Linked DNA regions of Sus scrofa: all the other regions are linked to region 1. The links are chromatin contacts, called in public HiChIP or PLAC-seq maps. All regions are on one chromosome and are shown on one strand. Each heading gives the region's core, a stretch centred on a gene start, on an enhancer-like site or on the middle of the called end of the contact. The rest is flanking DNA. Distances are from core to core; before and after follow the strand shown.

The links. HiChIP or PLAC-seq counts read pairs in DNA pulled down with a chosen protein or histone mark.
Region 2: an H3K27ac HiChIP or PLAC-seq map of skeletal muscle shows a contact between it and region 1. The contact joins two enhancer-like sites. A contact is called at or near these places in 3 of 47 Hi-C or Micro-C datasets (fibroblasts, skeletal muscle and subcutaneous adipose tissue) and 1 of 2 datasets of contacts at active chromatin or transcription factors (skeletal muscle).
Region 3: an H3K27ac HiChIP or PLAC-seq map of skeletal muscle shows a contact between it and region 1. The contact joins two enhancer-like sites. A contact is called at or near these places in 1 of 47 Hi-C or Micro-C datasets (fibroblasts) and 2 of 2 datasets of contacts at active chromatin or transcription factors (alveolar macrophages and skeletal muscle).

What each region holds. Positions count from the first base shown.
Region 1 is chr14:76,669,736-76,674,125 of Sscrofa11.1, reverse strand. All of the region lies in intron 1 of LOC102160869 (atherin-like), which reads left to right. Among named protein-coding and RNA genes, the nearest start is that of VCL, 28 kb to the left of the region's middle. Within about 2 kb of position 2,500, at least 51 of the 83 cell types and tissues checked have an H3K27ac peak or open chromatin away from gene starts, as enhancers often do. A contact at or near this core is called in skeletal muscle and subcutaneous adipose tissue, where this site is marked.
Region 2 is chr14:76,566,384-76,570,773 of Sscrofa11.1, reverse strand. It overlaps CAMK2G (calcium/calmodulin dependent protein kinase II gamma), which reads left to right. Exons shown (of 21, transcript NM_214193.1): 6 at 2,058-2,130; 7 at 2,276-2,378; 8 at 2,809-2,892; 9 at 3,328-3,422; 10 at 4,199-4,321. Among named protein-coding and RNA genes, the nearest start is that of CAMK2G, 24 kb to the left of the region's middle. Within about 2 kb of position 2,208, at least 24 of the 83 cell types and tissues checked have an H3K27ac peak or open chromatin away from gene starts, as enhancers often do. A contact at or near this core is called in skeletal muscle and subcutaneous adipose tissue, where this site is marked.
Region 3 is chr14:76,736,838-76,741,227 of Sscrofa11.1, reverse strand. It overlaps VCL (vinculin), which reads right to left. Exons shown (of 21, transcript NM_213934.1): 2 at 3,053-3,123. Among named protein-coding and RNA genes, the nearest start is that of VCL, 39 kb to the right of the region's middle. Within about 2 kb of position 2,292, at least 1 of the 83 cell types and tissues checked has an H3K27ac peak or open chromatin away from gene starts, as enhancers often do. A contact at or near this core is called in skeletal muscle, where this site is marked.

The DNA.
Region 1 (4,390 bases), core at 1,251-3,750:
CCCAGATTGTTTTTCTTTTTTTGGGTGTCCCATGGCTTATGGAGTTCCCAGGCCAAGGATCAGATCCAAGCCACAGTTGTAACCTACGCTACAGCTGTGGCAACACAGGATTCTTTAACCCACTGGGCTGGGTCAGGAATCAAACCTGCATCCTGGCACTAGAGAGACACCACTGATACTGTTGCACCACAGCAGGATTTCCTACACCCAGTTTTTTTACTGCATGGAGGGTCAGTGACCCTAATCCCCATGTTATTCAAGGGTCAACTGTAATTTTAGAACCTAAAAAGAGGAATTTAGAACACACTACAATCCCTGGCCTGGAAACTTCCACATGCTGTGGGCATGGCTGTAAAACAAAAAACAGAACATACTACATACATTACATTTATTAGATCATTTACTCCTCATAACAGCTCCATAAGATAAGCACTATTATTTTTACTTTAAAAGAAAGGGGAGTCCCCTGGTGGTTCAGCAGGTTAAGGACCTGGGACTATCACTGCTGTAGCTCTGGTTACTACTATGGTGCATGTTCCATCCTGGACCCAGGAACTTCCGCATACCGTGGGCGTGGCCAAAAAAATTAAAAGAAAGGAAAAAGGCTTTAAGAGTTAAGTAAATTACTAAAGGTCACAAAGAATGTATATGAAGAGCTAGGATTTTAACTCAAACCTATCTGCTTCCAAAGAATCACAGTCTCCTTTTTCTATTCTGAAGAGAGAGCAGGCACTCACAGGACTCTGGGGCTGGGATGGAGGGAGTGTGGAGAGCAAGGCTGTGCCAAAACCAAACTTTGCCTTCTCTATAAATTTTTTTTTCATGTCCCTGGTTGCCACAACCACTTGCTGACAGCACCCCCGACCCTCAGTGGTTCAGCTGTACAGTAGTGTTAATGAATCCCTAAATGCTTCCCTGGTTTTGGAGCTACCGTATTTGACTAAGTTAAGAATCAAGCAACTGCTGCTGCCTGGAACACACACACACACACACACATACACACACTCCAGCAAAACTTCCTTATATGGAAAAGTCTTTTCCATCTTCTTTGGGCAAAAAGAATACAATCTCACTTTTAAGAAAAACAAAATGCTTTGACCTGCATCTGAAGGGACGCTTGGAAACACTAAAACATGAGAAATGCCAAAAGGATCAAGTATATCTCTAACTGCTTTTTCAGGTGGATGGTGGGGGAGAGGGGCTTGTGGTGGGGAGGCTTCATCAAGGAGTTAAAAGAAGACTCATGAATCCCTTTTTCTTTCACTCCAGAAGCTGTTCTAGCTAACAATAAACTTTTGATCTCAGTTATACGAAATTTAACACACTTTTTTTTTTAAAACTGGAGTTAAGAAAAAAATACATTTTGAAATTGTTTATTTATGCTGTCAAAGCTGAGAGGGACCTGAGTCTATACTTTTTCAGACATGGTTTAGCATCACTACTCACACCTCGAGTAGAGGTTATATTTGAAAAGGCAGGACCAAGCAGATATTTGCAGGGTGGGCCAGTGAGGTCAGCATGGGTGTTGCCTCCTGTCATTCCAAGAAACTGCCTGGGAACACTTTGGTAGAAAGATAAGAAGAAACTTACATCTCAGCTCTGCCACCAACTTGCTGGGGCACTTGGGCAAATTAATTAACCTCTCTGAGTAGTCCTCATTTTGCTCTTCTCTGAAGAGGGGTTGGACTAAATGACTTCCATTGGCCTTTACAGAATTGACTTTCTATTTTATGGTTTCCAAGATTGAGAAAAGGGCTAAAATATGCTGTCAAACCCATAACTTTCTGATGTTCTCTAGACCCACTGCTCATTTTCTAACTTCCCTCTTGGTACTCTTCTGGAGCTCAGGGCCTTAGTGTTACTTCCAGGTACCTGGAGGGACCTCCCAAAGGACCCATTGATATGTGAAGCACAATAAACTAGCTGTCATCCCCAGTGCTTATCAAATCTTATCTGTCCCTTGTTTCATTCCACCAGAGTCTGCTTTCTACCACCTGGCCCTGAGTGATGATGGATTAAATCAGATAAAATAACCCTTGATTGATATTTGCTAGCATGTAACTCCCCCCCACAAAAACAAAAAATAATCAGAATATACATCTCTCTCCTCACAGGTCCTAATATCTGCATTATTTATTTACATGGAAGGAGAGTGTTGATCGAGGCATCTTCTGTACCCCTCAAATTGCATGAAGGTTGGGCCTGCCTTCTCTGATGAGTGACACTTGGGGAAGCTGTCTTATCTTGGCAGGAATAGTGTAAACTCAAGATGGAGATTTTGTTTTTCTCTGCATTAATCTGCAGCTAATGCCAGTGAATATTATCCTTGTTTAATTACATCCACTAACCAACTGACACCACTTCCCCTGGGAAGAAGCTTATCCGACTCTGACTCATGCTTTACAGCTTGTTGGATTTGAGGAAATGGATAATATACGCCCCGCTGGCTTTGGAATTTTAAACAGAAACCCACATGCCGCCAAGTCTCCGGCTTACTCCCAAATATGGGAGAATGTGTGCCGTGGCCGCAGGAGGCAGGCTCAGTGTGACCAAAGGCAAACCCACGGTGTGTGCTGAGCTCTGGGCCAGGCGGGGCGAGCCAGAGCTAGCATCCACTTAAAGAAAAAGGAAAAGCCTCGGGAAAGGGGAGAGAGGCTACCACCCCTAAGGACTGACCCTTGTCTAGAGTTATCTCCGTGATATCACAGCAGTGAATGTCTTATTAAAAGTAAAATGAATCCCGAGCTTCGGGGACTAAAGAGGTGCATCTCCTGGTTCTGACAGGCTGTCTGTGAGCACTACCCTAAAAGGTTGGCCCCTTAGAGATGGACCTCTTTAGGAGCCTTGTGGCTCACCGGATTAAGAACCCGACTAGTATCCATGAGGATGTGGGTTTGATCCCTGGCTTTGCTCAGTGGATTAATAAGGATCTGGCATTGCTGCAACCTGATGCGGCTGGGATCTGACATTGCTGTGACTGTGGTATAGGCCAGCAACTCTGATTCAGCCCCTAGCCTGTGAACTTCCATATGCCACAGGTGTAGCCTAAGAAGAAAGAAAGAAAAGAAAGAGAGAGAGAGGGAGGGAGGAAGGAAGGAAGGAAGGAAGGGAAAAAAACTTTATAGTTTTCATTTAAAAAATATGTGTTTGGGAGTTTCCTGGTGGCTCAGTGGGTTGGTTTGGCTGTTACTGCTGTGGCCTGGCCTGGAACTTTTGCATGTTGTGGGCACAGCCAAAAAAAAAAAAAAAAAAAAGCGCTTGTTTAAAAAAAGAAATCAAACAGTATAGAAATATAACAATAACAGCTCCCATTTATGGAATGTTTTTTCTGCATGAGACATCATTAACATGCATCGTTTCTTTCAAACGTCATAATATCCCTATGAAGTAGGTTTATTTTCATTTCCATTTACAGATAAGATTAAAGTTCATATAGGTGAGGTAACTTGCTCACAGTCACATAGCTAGTACAAGCCAAGGCTGAGGCTAAAACCTAAGTGTTTGTTCTCTGAAGGCCATGTGCTTAAGTATTACCTATGCTGCTTTAAAAAGTACAAAGGGGAAAGAGAGCTCAACCCCACACCAGGACTCAAAGGTAGCCCTCCTTTTGTCTTTCCAGGCTTTTCTTTACAAACATGTGCATGGCGTTCATCTTAACTTGATTGTAGTATAATAAAGTCTGGGGTTGGTTAGGATTCTAGGAAGAGGGAGAATGAGTCACCCACTGTAATTGATCCAGATTTCTCTTACCCTTAAAAAGCTCTAGCCCCAGGAACATTGGCCAAGTCCCAAGCTCTCTGCTGGTGTCTGAAAGGCTCAGATGTCTTACTGGGAGTGTCATGCCAAGCACACAGTAGGCATTCAATTAACTCTCTCCAGTTGTTCTCTAAGGGGCAGATTCTTCTGGGATCCTTGGTCTCTGCTCTAGTGTAGGTATTTAAGAGCTGTGGTTTCCTTCCCTCTCCAGCTGGTGCTGGCACTGGTGTTGGAGCCAAATAAAGAACCAGCTACCCCAGTGAGCCTAGAAGTGGAGATGGTTCATCACTCTGGACAGCAAAATGATTGCTACCACTGTTGTCCTGGGACTGCCACTTAAAGCCCTTGCTGAATCTGTAATCCCGATCCTTCTTATGGCCATTAATATAGAAAGAAGCTTCAGGGCAGGGATAGTCACAGGGGAGGCTGAATGTGTGATATTCGACTAGGGGGAGCAGAGTGGGACCTGGATTTGGTGGCACTTCTGGAGCTCATAGTCGCTCCTGTCATCTGGTCCAGCCGGGCCTCAGGGTGCTGGAGAATCCACCCTAGCCAATAAAGGGACTGACTTCAGAGGGCAGGGACATTTCCCTGTTTCGTCACAAATTGTAAATGTATGGCTCTGTTCATTTTC
Region 2 (4,390 bases), core at 959-3,458, 100 kb after region 1:
GGGCCTCTCAGGCTGGAGGACCATTCCTTGGCCACACCCCTCAGCCCCCAGTCCTCCAGGAGGCCCTGGCAGCTCCTTCATGTGACACAGCAGAATTCCTCCCACTCCACAGCTCTTGGGCGCTTGTTTGGGCTGCCTTTCCCTCCTCGGCTCCTCCCCCGGGCCCGAGTTTTCTCCAAGGGTGATGTCCTTACAACCTGATCTTGGTCTCTCCTGCCTGCAGCTTCTCAGGCAGATGTGGCAGCTCTGGCTGCTCGCAGGGTGGGGGAGCACAGCTTCCTCACAGATTTCTCAACCCTGAGAGGCCAATGTTTGCTGATCAACTTCAGATGCTTCAGCCTCGGGAAAAATTCTCAAGTGGGAGATGAATTCCAGTGCCAGCAGGGGAGGACCAGGCTCTGGGGCGGGAAGAGGCGGTGATAGTGCAGGGAGCCTGGCGGGGAGGAGGGAGAGCCGGGGCGGGTGACTGTACCAGTGGGCTTGGCCTGGCTCTGCTGGGACAGTTCGCACTTTTGCCATTTTTGGCCAGAAGGCTCTCCCTGCTAGCTTGGCTCTGTTCTAATTATACATTTCTGTGGAGACTCGCCTCTTCAGCTCAGTCTTAAAGTCTCTTTGCCCTGTTCCTGGGCCATGTCCTATAGAGAGGCCCAAACCTCAGCCTTTAGGAGCCCAGCAAGACCTCTTGGCTCTTGTGGAAGCCCTAGCATCAGATTTTAGAGAGAAGGAGTAATAAGTCCAGGTCACCAGCCCAGCACCCACTCCACACACTTGGTAGAACCGGCTCTGTTCCTCAGGCCGAGGCTCCTCAGTCTCAGCACTACTTACACTTGGGGCCAGATAAATTTTTGTTGTGAGTGTCCCACCTGTGCATTGTAGGTTTAGAAGCATCCCTGGCCTCTACCTGCTTGATACCGGTTGCACCCTTCCTCTCAGTAGTGATAACCAGCAGTGTCTCCAGGCATTACCCGAATTGCCCTGGGGGCCAGAATTGTCCCCTAGTTCTCACTAGTATTCTAGACTGCCAGCACACCCCTCCAGGAGTTTGCCTGCAAGTGTGACAGGATGGTTTGGAAGGTGGACAGCCTGATTGAAGAATCAGCAGCTAGGGAGTTCCCGTTGTGGCTCAGTGGAAATGAATCTGACTAGCATCCATGAGGATGCAGGTTCGCTCCCTGGCCTCGCTCAGTGGGTTAAGGATCTGGCATTGCCGTGAGCTGTGGTGTAGGTTGCAGATGCAGCCCGGATCCTGCGTGGCTGTGGCTTTGGCATAGGCCGGCAGCTACAGCTCCAATTTGACCCCTAGCCTGGAAACTTCCATATGCTGTGGGCGTAGCCCTAAAAAGACCAAAAAAAAAAAAAAAAGGAAGAATCAGCAGCTAAATGTGACTTTAGGTTAATTTATCCTTTTGTTTGCAAAATTGTTATCAGAAATGTTCCTCAGGTGCCTGTTGGAACCCCCTTAAGTACATTGACTATTGATAGGACCTGTGTCCTCATTTTATCTCCCCTGCTGGATGGTAAGCTTTAGGCCAGACACTGGGTCATTTTTATAGCTGATGTCCCCAGCACAAAGCCTATAGGTACCTGATAAATGCTTAAATAAATGATTTTTATACCCACCCCCAAAACAATTAGGCTTAGTTGGACTGTCCTTCCTAAGGTGCTACCACAGGCCTCTTCTCTAAGAACAGAGAAGGTCAAAGAGAAAGAAGGAAGGGGTTGGATGGTCTCTTTCTCAGTAGCCTGAGGTGTCCCCCAGTTTCTTGGAAACAAATGATATGTTGGGCCTTTACATTCTAAGGAGGCATGCTGAACCCTCTTCTAGGCTATCCACTGCTATTATCTAGTAGGAGACCCTGGACAAACCACTTAATCAGCTTGGGCCTTGGTTTCTTCTTCTGTAAAATAGTTTGAACAGATGGTATCCAAAGTCCAAGGTTCTAGTTTCTCATTCAGTGATTCTCTGTGAATCTGTGACCTAGAGTTCAGTGCTTTGGTCCACAGCATGTGGTCAAGGATGGTTTCACCTTGCACTGTCCTTTCCTCTTCTTTTCCAGCCACTGTATACATCAGATTCTGGAGAGTGTTAACCACATCCACCAGCATGACATCGTCCACCGGGACCTGAAGGTACGACCCAGGTTCCCTTTTGCCTCTTGCTTGTGAAGCCTTGGCGCCACCTGGTGCCAGGCGGTAGTATTGCCGGGGCCCAAATTAGGCTCCCTATGGGCTGCGGCGTGGGTGCCTCACAGGGTTCTCTCTCTTCCTTATACAGCCTGAGAACCTGCTGCTGGCGAGTAAATGCAAGGGTGCCGCCGTCAAGCTAGCTGATTTTGGCCTAGCCATCGAAGTACAGGGAGAGCAACAGGCTTGGTTTGGTAAGAGTGACCCTGTCTTCCTGGAATGCGGCCCCCGCCCTTCCTCCTCTTCCTGATCTGCCTTCCTCTTTGAGAACTAGAAGCCAGACCCTTAATGGTCCTGGCCTCCCCAGAGACTGGAGGAGGGGAGGGTGCAGAGCCCCCCCTGGCCCTACGTGACTCAGTACAGTGAATCTAGCTGCTGTCAGCACTGCGTTCTTGCTGCCTCTGGGGAGGATGGGAGTTGCTGGTAGACACACGGAGACTTGCCCTCTGATTTAGATTCTGGGCACTGCAAGAAGCCCGGCCTGTCATCTCCTGCTACCCACAGACCGAGAGCTTATGTAGCAAAAGCAGCAGAAGTGAGAAAGGACTTGGGGGAAATCACTGACGTGGATTTAATGAGAGAGAAAGTGGGTTCAGTGTGCCTCCGCTCTCTCTTCCGCTACAGGTTTTGCTGGCACCCCAGGTTACTTGTCCCCTGAGGTCTTGAGGAAAGATCCCTATGGAAAACCTGTGGATATCTGGGCCTGCGGTAAGCCCATTCCACATGCTCAGCTTTTTGGTGTTAAGAGCCCTCGTCTTCCAGCGATGGCAAGAAAGAGGCATTGCTCTTCCTTGCGGGTCCCAGGAGTGTCTGGTGGATGTGAAACTACGGTGTTTGCTCTAGTGCCCCGGGATACCCTCCTTCCCAAGTGCTTCCTAGATGGTGTTGCATTCTTCTTGAAGAGGGATTTGCCCGTGCCTGAGAGGGTGGGTTGTGCCTAAAGAAATCCCTAATGTGGCTTTGTGACATGGGGAATGAAGTACATAGCAGGGGGTGCTGGTGGCCCAGCATTATTGACTGGCATCCACTTCTCCCTCTGGTATGGCCCTTGACTTTCTGGGTGGCTCTGAGCCCTGTGTGGCTTTTTTTAGTTCCTCAGCAAAGCTGGTGATCGACCGCAGTGACCTGTGTTCTGTCTTATAGGGGTCATCCTGTATATCCTCCTGGTGGGCTACCCTCCCTTTTGGGATGAGGATCAGCATAAGCTGTATCAACAGATCAAGGCTGGAGCCTATGACGTAAGGACCAGTTTGTTCCCGCTCCTCTGACTCTGTCCATAGGGTACAGGGAGTGTCAGGGGACTTTGAGGACCCAGGGATGGGCATATAGGTCTCCTTTGTGGTTTTCTTTTGGTTTTTGTTTTTGTTTTTTGCCGCCCTGCGGCATATGGAGTTCCTGGGCCAGGGATCGGATCGAGCTGCAGTTGTGACCTACCCCACAGCTGCAGCAGCATTGGATCCCTAACCCACTCTGCTGGGCCAGGGATTGAATCTGCATCCCAGGGCTCCAGATATGCGTCCCAGGGCTCCAGATATGCTGCCGATCCCATTGCACCACAGTGGGAACTCCTAGGTCTCCCTTCTTGCCACCACCTGTCCCAGGGAGCAACTTTTTTGCACAGCCACTTTTGGTAGCTGTAAAATCACGACATCCACTGAATCCCTTTGGTCTGTTATTTGCAGAGAACAGTGTGGCCCTATGGTGTGGTGCATGACTAGGGACCAGAAGTCTGGCAGCTCCACTGTCGTGGAGCTTTGAGCAGAGCGTTGAGCCACTGTGTATTTTCCTCCTAGTAGAGAGATGGGGTTGAACTGGAAGGTATTGGAGTCTGGCGTTCTAATCATGATTGTTGTGTTTTCTTTTCCCGGTCTTTAAGTTGACCCAGGTCCTTGAGTACCCCGGGGCTCGTCCCACTCCCTGCCAGGCAGCTTTAGGTAGCAGCGAGTATCCCAGTTACGGAGGATGTGAGTCTCACAGCTTTCACATCCCTCTTTCCCCTCTTCCTGCTTCTTAGTTCCCATCACCAGAGTGGGACACGGTGACTCCTGAAGCCAAGAACTTGATCAACCAGATGCTGACTATAAACCCCGCAAAGCGTATCACAGCTGACCAGGCTCTCAAACACCCATGGGTCTGCGTAAGTGTCTTCCTTCGAGATCAAGGAGATCAGGGATGTGCCCTCTTTACCCTCCTTCTTATCAGCAGA
Region 3 (4,390 bases), core at 1,043-3,542, 67 kb before region 1:
GCCCCAAGGAAGCCTGTGAGAGAGCACAGAGCCTACTTCAAGAGTATATCTCTGGGAACAAGCAGAAATAAGTTTCCTAAAGAAATTCACTTACCAATCAAATGATATTCAGAGACTTGAATGTGAAGGGTTGAAAGGAACTTTTTATGGGGTCATCTAGTCCAGCTTCCCCCTGATGGTGAAAGTCCCTCAACTCTATCTCATTGTGCTCTGAGCCACCCAGGGGAGTGAGGGGCAAATGGGTACAAGTTAGAGCTATGTTAATAATGTACAATAAATGCAAGTTTAATTATAACATGTTTAACTGACAGCATGGGACTCTTAATATTACCATGCTGATGAAATGGCACATAAACAAAGTGGCTACATACTAGTTAGAGCTGGAAGAAACACCAGAGGCCACCAAGTCCATGAAAGGCAGTTTAAAAAGCTACTGCCGGAGTTCCCGTCGTGGCACAGTGGTTAACGAATCCGACTAGGAACCATGAGGTTGCGGGTTCGATCCCTGCCCTTGCTCAGTGGGTTAACGATCCGGCGTTGCTGTGAGCTGTGGTGTAGGTTGCAGACGCGGCTCGGATCCCGCGTTGCTGTGGCTCTGGCGTAGGCCGGTGGCTACAGCTCCAATTCAACCCCTAGCCTGGGAACCTCCATATGCCGCGGGAGCGGCCCAAGAAATAGCAACAACAACAAAAGACAAAAAGACAAAAAAAAAAAAAAAACAAAACAAACAAAAAAAAGATACTGCCATAAAACAGACTCTACAAAACCAGATGCTTCTGGTACCTTACTTCCTGACACATGAACATTTTGCAGAATTAACAGAAACATACTTCTGTAGAAGCACCCACTCAAGTAAGTTAGAAATAAGAAGACATCATTATGGGTGAAATTTTGCATCTGCTCAATGAAAATAATAGAACAGAAGGAGGATAAAAATAAAGGAACACTTCTCACTTTATTTTAAATCGTGATATATAACATACATACAGAAAATTGCAAAAAACATATGTATAATATAATGAATAATTATAAAACAACCACTCATGTACCTCAACAGTTAAATAAAGAAATAGAACATTACAAAGTTCCCGTCATGGCTCAGTGGTTAATAAACCTGACTAGTGTCCATGAGGATTCAGGTTCGATCCCTGGCCTTGCTCAGTGGGTTAAGGATCTGGCATTGCCGTGAGCTGTGGTATAGGCTACAGACACAGCTCAGATCCCACGTTGCTGTGGCTGTTGTGTAGGCCAGCAGCTATAGCTCTGATTCAACCCCTTGCCTGGGAACCTCCATATGCCAACGATGCAGCCCTAAAAAGACAAAAGACAAAAAAAATAGAAAGAAAGAAACACAACATTAGGAGCTCCTCCATACCTCTCCCTGGATATAGCCCTTTTCCTTCCTTCCAAAAACACCACTATCCAGACTTTTGTGTTCATTTTTTCTTTATTCATTTTATCTTTTTCTTATATATAAGCATCCCTAAACAGCATAGTTTATTATTACATGTTTTGAACTTTAAATAAATGGAAGCTACCTACCTATCTATGGCTCCATCATTCACTTTCTTACTTTCAAGATTCATTAATTCTTTTAATCCATAAAATTAATCATTTTTAAATGAAAAGTTCTCATTCCTTTTTATTACTAATTAATATTCCAATTTATGAGTATACCATGATTGTTTTTATCCCTCCTACTGTAGAAAGACCACTGGTATCATTGCGAACAATGCCAATATCGGTATTTTTGGTTTTGGGTTTTTTTTTTTTAAGTGAGTACATTTTATTTTTTTATTTTTAATTAAATATAGTTGATTTACAATATTGTGTCAATTTCTGCTGTACAGCAAAGTGACCCATCCTTTTTCTTATATTATCTTCCATCACAGTCTATCATAAGAGACTAGATATAGTTCCCTGGGCTATATATAGTAGGACCTTGTTGCTTATTCATTCTAAATGTAATAGGCTGTATCTACTCACCCTAAACTCCCAGTCCATCCCACTCCCACCCCGTCCACTTTGGCAACCACAAGTCTGTTCTCCATGTCTCTGTTTCTGTTCTGTAGATAGGTTTATTTGTGGATATCAGCATTTTTTAATATGGATCCTAGTGTACATGGGCATAAGTTTCTCCAGGGAACATAGAGGGGAGGTGGTGAAATTGCCTATCTTCCGCTTTGCTAATGCCAAACTGTTTCCCAAAGTGCTGTACCAAGCTACATTCCCAACAGCAGTGTATGGCAGTTCCAGTTGCTCCACATCCTCATCAGCAACTGACATTACTGGACTTCTTAATTTAGGAGCTTATAATAGAACAATTTGTACTTCTCTGATGACTAAGGAGATAGAGCACCTGCTCATAGGTTTATTGGCCATTTGGATTTCCTCTCTTCTAAAGTGCCTATTCAAATCCTTTGCCTTTTTTTAAAAAACTGAATAAACTTATTCTATTGACTTGTAGAGGTTCTACTTTTTTTTTTCCTTATGCATCAGCCTTTACTTTTACTTAGGACTTGACTGCCATAAAGAACAAAGTCATTAACCAAAGACAGTGTAATCACAAACATGAGAAGCTTTAATCAAAAGTCAGTATCTCTGCTTGCTTTACATAGGATAGGCCAAAATATCTAGAAATTACTTGTAGGAGTATTAAGTGATATGTAAGTATAACAAATTTAAAATTCTACTGAAATACATTGCCATATATATTTTTAAAGCTTGTATCTCTTGTTATCTCCCATCAAAGGTATTTAGTATACAATCCAGATTTATGCATGCTAAGGTTAGAATGTTTCTGAATTCTTTCCATTCTAAATAACAAAATTTAGAAGTCATAGTCTGACTAAAAATTATGTCAGAAATGCCTAACACCAATGAATAAAATCAACAATAGTAAACCTGAATGTAGAAAGATGAAAAGTGAAATTTTATCTGTAAACAGAGCTTTTTATTTAAAAAAAAAAAAATCGCTCCTACAATCAGTACTTTTCTTTCCTAACAAGAGAATTATTCTGTTTAGCATTAGAAAAATGTTTTAATTACTTACTTAATAAATGCTGGTGGCATATCTCTCTTCAAAATCTGATCCTCAGTGGTTTGAACAGTCTCTTTTCCAACCTACATGGAAAAACAATTCACAATTTAAATATAAATTCTCAGACTTTTAAAACTATTGCTTAAATATATTTGAAATGTAAACATTACATATAATATATCACTGAAGTTTCTAGATTCAACGATAATTTCTGGATGTTTCGAAATTATCAAGACTGCTCCCATAAATGCTTCCATAATACAGTTGGATAACAATATCGACTACAAACATAATACAAGAAACTTCTCAAGAGTAATTTGAAGGAATCATTGAGCAGTGAGAAAACAAAAGAAATCCAACACTGAGAATATATACATGTGTGTTTACAGTTTTTTTCTGTTTATTTGTTTGTTTGTTTTTAAATGGCCACATCTACAGCATACAGAAGTTTCCAGGCTAGGGCTCAAATCACAAGTAGACCTACACCACAGCCACAGCAACACAAGATCCGAGCCATATCTGCGACCTATGCCACAACTTGCAGCAACACCAGTGAAGCCAGGGACTGAATCTGCATCCTCACAGACGCTATGTCAGGTTCTTAACCCACTAAGCCACAACAGAAGAAACTCCTATATTTATGTTTAATGACAAACTGCTGTATCTGTAGATTATATGAAATACCTGAATCCAGTTAGGTAGCTCAAGACGTCTACTCAGAAGTAAACTGATGTTATTGAAACTGAGAAAATTTGTGAAACAATTGTAACTGAAACTAGAAACTACAAATATATGAAAACAATAACTAGCAATCAACATGATGTTCTCCCTAATTGTAGGACAACTTAAAATGAAATAATATATGGAGTTCCTGCTGTGGCACAGTGGGTTAAACCCAGCTTGTCTCTGTGGAGGCATGGATTCGATCCCTGGCCTGGCACAGAGGGTTAAGGATGTGTTGCTGCAGCTGTGGCATGGGTCACAGATGCAGCTCTGATTTGATCCCTGACCCAGGAACTTCCATATGCCACAGGTGTAGCCGAAAATGGGAAAAAAAAAAAGAAAGAAAATGCTAAATGCTACAATGGAACAAATAGTTTTACACCTTGCTGGTGGCAATGTAAACTGATACATTTTCTTTGGAAAATCATTGGCTAGCCTGTGTTAAGACACATTTAAAAACTCCTTATCTAGGAGTTCCCGTCGTGGCGCAGTGGTTAACGAATCCGACTAGGAACCATGAGGTACGGGTTCGGTCCCTGCCCTTGCTCAGTGGGTTAACGATCCGGCATTGCCGTGAGCTGTGGTGTAGCTCACAGACACAGCTCGGATCCCGAGTTGCTGTGGCTA